2 separate regions of the Mus musculus genome follow, and region 2 is linked to region 1. A link is a contact called in public HiChIP or PLAC-seq data. All regions are on one chromosome and are shown on one strand. Each heading gives the region's core, a stretch centred on a gene start, on an enhancer-like site or on the middle of the called end of the contact. The rest is flanking DNA. Distances are from core to core; before and after follow the strand shown.

Evidence for each region. HiChIP or PLAC-seq counts read pairs in DNA pulled down with a chosen protein or histone mark.
Region 2: a contact with region 1 is called in an H3K27ac HiChIP or PLAC-seq map of the HPC-7 cell line, with 7 times the contacts expected there. The contact joins two enhancer-like sites. A contact is called at or near these places in 1 of 15 datasets of contacts at CTCF or cohesin (the G1E-ER4 cell line), 19 of 484 Hi-C or Micro-C datasets (the BV-2 cell line, the Ba/F3 cell line, the C10 cell line and 14 more) and 2 of 115 datasets of contacts at active chromatin or transcription factors (CD8 T cells and the HPC-7 cell line).

Annotation. Positions count from the first base shown.
Region 1 is chr2:18,371,021-18,373,720 of GRCm38.p6, forward strand. All of the region lies in intron 1 of Dnajc1 (DnaJ heat shock protein family (Hsp40) member C1), which reads right to left. Among named protein-coding and RNA genes, the nearest start is that of Dnajc1, 20 kb to the right of the region's middle. Within about 2 kb of position 1,416, at least 20 of the 459 cell types and tissues checked have an H3K27ac peak or open chromatin away from gene starts, as enhancers often do. A contact at or near this core is called in the HPC-7 cell line, where this site is marked.
Region 2 is chr2:18,523,246-18,525,945 of GRCm38.p6, forward strand. No RefSeq gene overlaps it. Among named protein-coding and RNA genes, the nearest start is that of n-TNgtt9, 63 kb to the right of the region's middle. Within about 2 kb of position 1,281, at least 26 of the 459 cell types and tissues checked have an H3K27ac peak or open chromatin away from gene starts, as enhancers often do. A contact at or near this core is called in the HPC-7 cell line, where this site is marked.

The sequences.
Region 1 (2,700 bases), core at 166-2,665:
TCTGTCTTTTAGTGACCTAAATGCCTCCTTTGCTACTCTCATCTGGTTTTAATTAGGAAACATTTTCAAAAGAAGTGGTTATTCAGAAACCCAAATATACATGTTCTTTACTATGAAATGATAACTACTCAAGTTTTTTGTCATGAAGGTTTGCTTTTAGTTTAATTTGTTTGGTTGGTTTTGTTAGAGTCACCTCAATTTTTCTTCTAGGAAAATCAGATAGAGTAACTTCCCTTGGGCAGACTGTTCTCGAGAGACTGTAGAGCGTGCTGAAGGGGTTTATAAGTCACAGACCACAAGCTGATGCATGAGCGGCTCTATCTGTGACTACACTGATGGCTTAAAAAAACAAAAACAAAAAAACCCTTTGCATCTTGAAAAGCTTTGTATTTTTTAAGACAGTAACAGGCGTACTGCTGTTTCATCTTCCTGCTTCCCAAACAGGCATATGGCTTCTTTTAACTATGTGTATTTGAGAGCAAGAATCCTATTTCCACACACTCTAAAAACTAAAAAACCCACACCGCAACACGGTGTTCAAATATTTGGTAAAGAACATCTTGTGAAATACTTACTGGCTTATGTGAAAAGCTTTATTTCTATAAAGTATGTGAGACTGCAAAAGATGTGATTTGTTCAATGATAAACTAAGGCCATCCACATAAATGTTGTGTCTTTTTATTGCATTTTTGTTTTGTTGTTAAGACAAGGTCTTATGTAGCTCAATCAGGCCTCAAAATGCTTTATAGTCAAAGCTGTCTTCAAACTTCTGATCCTGAGGTCTCAGCCTCCCAAATGCCAAGATTACAGGAGCACCACACCACACTTAGCTCTCTATTTTCCTGTTACTCACACCCTCAAAGGCTCAACATTATCCTACATGCAAAAACAGCATGTCAAGTTTTCTCCAAACACACCAGTTATCACTGAATCTTAATAATACTTTAAAAATTACTAATTAAAGCCAGGCATGGTGATAGATGCCTTTCAGCACTTGGGAGGCAAAGACAAACAGATCTCTTTGGGTTCAAGGCCAGCTTAGTCTACACAGTGGGTTTCAGGTCAGCCAGGGGTAACATAGTGAGATTACATCTCAAGCAAATGAACAAACAAACAAAACTGTCTGGTCAAAATGCTAACAGATAGCTCGAGGACAAGTCTGAAGGAATCCAGACCCAATAAAGATTAACAGCCACTTAAAATGATTGCCCTTGCCTTTCAGGAGCAAGGGATGTTCTCAGCTCTGGCTTCTCTCAACTCTTCTTCCTAAGCCACAAAATGCAAAAGAGCTGAAGAATTCTGTCTTCTTGGGACAAAGGCTATATTTATTGATTTCTATGATCATGTTAAGATCGGTGAAGGAAGAGACGAGCTTCCCTCAGTCTTTTCACAAATTTAGGTTACCCACGGGCTCTCCTATTTCTCTTCTCTTCCATAACTCCAGTACAACCGCAGTAAAGGGTCTCATCAAACGAAGCAGCATCAGTGAAGAGCCATAGGGGCTGATGGTAAGTGTAAGTAGCAGAAACCCCTCACCCTGCTCGAGAGCGAGCCAGAGCACACGGATGCTTTCTCAGACATTATTCATCACACAGCTGTCCCCTACTTCCTGAAATAATCTCACGAGCTAGAAGCAGACAAACTAGAATACTAGGACTTAGTATTCAAATACCAGACAAACTTCAGGAATTTATCTTAGCTACCATCAGACTTCAAGAGAAATGAAAACAATATGATACACTATGCCACGTAAACACACTATTTAGCTAAAAGCTGCAATCTAGGTAAGTTTAAGTTACAACATGCAGATTTGGTAAAGATTCCTCTCAGAAATCCACTTCCTTCTTTTCTAGATAGCCACATAAACCAAACCTTGAATCAAAATACATTTTGTAAAGGTGAAGCAAGTACCCAAAGCACTAATTCTTAGACCCAAACAACAACTCACGTGGCCCAATGTCCAGACCTCGTGCATGTGTTCTCAATAACTGCTAAGTCAGTTTAGGATGTGAGTTTAGACCTGATCCCAAGCATGTGACCAAAATACAGTCATCCAGAAGCGGAAAGTCAAGTATTAAGGTTTTTTTTTTTTTATTTCCCTCTACTAAACAAAGCAAAAACAAACAAACAAAAACAAAACAAGACAAAACCTTAATATAGCTAATATAGTATCTGAGTCAGGAAGGCAATATTCCTGAAAAACTATGCCACCTATGCTAAACATTCTACTTGAGATCAGAATTTAAAATTTTTTCAAATAATCTAAAACAGAAACCACCCTAGATCTCCCCTAAGAAGAAGGAGGATTTTAAGAACTGGCTTAGAAGGCAGATGGAAATGCTTGTGGGGATGTAATTAATTTTTAGGGTCTTGTTGCTTTCATTAGTCCTCATAGCATCTATACATTTTGGAGGACTCTACCCCCACCCACTCTTTCCTGCAATTTCTGCAGTTTGGAGACTACAATCTTGCAACATATGAACCCATACATAGGGATATAGGAGAAATATCTGGCATGTGGAGAAAGCCTATCTAAAGAAGGAATGATGAAATGCAACTTAAAGGCAGAATTCCAGTAAAAGAGATAGCTTAGTTTGCTTTTTTCCCCTTTGTCCACAATAGCTTTACTGATGAAGCAACTCTGCAAGTCAGACTATCGTTCAATAGATAAAAGGACCATTAATCTCTTTTCCTTCTCTC
Region 2 (2,700 bases), core at 31-2,530, 150 kb after region 1:
CCCCCCAACAGGCATGTCCATCTCCCAAGCAGTTTCAGATTCCATGAAATTAATGACTGAGATTAACTATTATACAGTCTTGAACTTCAAGTTTTTTGAAATATATAATTAAGGAATGCATGCATTTTGGTTAATTGCAGCATTTCTGCCTCTAACAGAAAGACTTATGCAGAGAGGACATAGTCTGTAGTATTTCTTTATTTAATCCCCAAACTTGGGAAACTTAGGCAAAAGGAATCCCACAAGTTTGAGGTCATCATGGGCTATGCAATGAGCTCTAGGACAGCCTAGGCTACAGAGAGAGATCTCTTCTCACAAAACAAACAGTATACAACTAACAAAAGAATTATAGAAAAAACAAGATGTCTATTTTATGCATGAAGATATGAGATTGTGTGTGTGTGTGCTTTCACGTGCGTATGTGTACGTGTACATATGTGTGTATATATGTACTCTAGTCTGTAGTTCAACACAATAGCATAAAAAGCAATAAAGTGCAAATCTGGAGAAATGCACACTAGCCACCAGCATTTGGAGAACAAAGGAGTCCATTTATTTTTTCTTGCAGTAAACAATCTCTCCATTGAAGTGACCATTTTTTCAAATTGCCATTCACACCAAGGACTGTTTAGAAAAAAAATTCTCTTCTCTTCCAAACTGAAGCCATTTTACACAGTGCCCCTCTTCCTATATCTCCTTTTTGTTTGGTTTCTTGAAGCGTACTTTAATGAACAATCAGTCTAGAAAATACATGCTGCACTGTGCCATTTGTGGAAGAACAGGAACAAAGTGGAAAGGCCACCGAGTCGGTTTGCTTGAGGAAAAGAAGTCTCATGAAAATTGCTCTAAAATGGGGAAAGCCAGCCAAGGGAAAAGTAAGTGTTTAATCATTAAAGTAGGCAAACTTAATATGCAAAGTCCAGACTTAGCAGGCAATCAGACTTCCAACTTCACACAAAAGGCAAGGAGAATTCTAGTGCAGATCTTAGAGATGGAAAATGCACAGGAAACTTACCCAGAGTATGAGCTGCCTCTTGTGCCTCCCAGCATGAAAGCCACAAAAAACTATCTCAGAAGAAATGGCATCCTATTAAAGGGCAAGGTGGTAGTTAATAAATATTCATCAGATGTTTACTTGCTAGAACAAGACCATCTCTTCTTTCTCTGAACTTATGTTCTGCTGGGAAGGTCAGCAAACAAGTAAAGAATCTACTAGTCATATAATTTCAGATTGTAGTATGCTATGAAACATACCAGGAAACTGAGTGTGACGGGGATGCCGAGAGCTGAAGTGTGGCTTTAGACCCTGTGGTTGGAGGAAAATTTCTCTGGGGTTTTATGTGAACATAGATCTGAGCAATGATAAGAAAACGGATGTGTGACCATTAGGGGTGTGGTTTTCCAGACTCAGGGCATTGTAGATACAGAGGCCTCATAGTAAGACAGACAGATGTATAGATAGTGGATAGATACATAGACACACACACACACAGGCGCGCGCATACACACACACACACACACGTTTAAAAAACTTCAGCTAACAGCTACAAAATACACAATTTTTTTTGTCAAGTGCATATGGAATATTCTCCAGGACAGACCATATGTTAGGCTACAAAACAAGCCTTAATGAATTTTAGAAGGCTGAATATATAAAAATATTTTTCTTGTCATAATGAAATGAAACTAAAAATTCATTGGAAATTTACAAACATGGGAAAACCAAACAACATACTCTGAACCACTCTCATCAAGGCAGAAATTCTAAGACACATTGGAAATGTATCTAGCTTACTGCAAACACAAGGACAAGCAAGGGAGTGAGCTGTCACTGTGAATATGCAGTACAGTTTAAAAAAATAACAAAAAGCTCAAAACTATAGTCTGGGTGCTTTAAGGAGCCTTACAAAGTGATAAACTAAGATAACAGGAAATAATGACAATAAAGATTGAGAAAAATAAAAGAGAGTAAAAATAGCAAAAATTCACAAAATCTAAAGTTAACTCTGAAAAGTTAATAAATATTTAGCTACACTGTCTAAGAAAGAGACAGTAGAGGTAGGGGTAGGGCACAAGGTAGAGAGGAAGGGGGAGGGAGGGAGGGAGGGAGGGACGGAAAGAGAGAAAGGCAGAGGCAGAGAGATAGATAGAGACACAAGGAGAGAGAGACAGAGACAGAGACAGAGAGCGAGGCAGAGAGAGACAGACAGAGAAAGAGACTGCAGATAGCAGAAATGAAAGTGGGGCCATTGCTATCACACTCACTAACACAAAAAGACAGGAGAAAATATAATCAGCAATTGCAAACCCGATAACTGGATAACCTAGCTAGAATAAACACTTTCTTAGAACTGTGCAATCTACCAGAGTTGAATCATGGTTGGAAATTTTGAATGACCTTTAACTAGTAAGGTGCTTAAAACAGTAATCAAAATTTCTTAGGAGAGGAAAAACTCCAACCAGAGGGCTTCCCTAGCAAACTCTACCACCCCATTAAAGTCTTAACCAGCACAATATGAGAAAAGTACATAAAATAGATACAAACAGGAAAGAAGGAAGTAAAATAGTCCTTATTTGCAGCATCTACACATAAGAGACCCTAAAGGCCAAAAAATGCTTAGAGCTGATAACCACGTTCAACACCAGGAAACAAAATCAACACGAAAACATCGGTAGCCTGACTTCCAGCTAGGCTCCAGA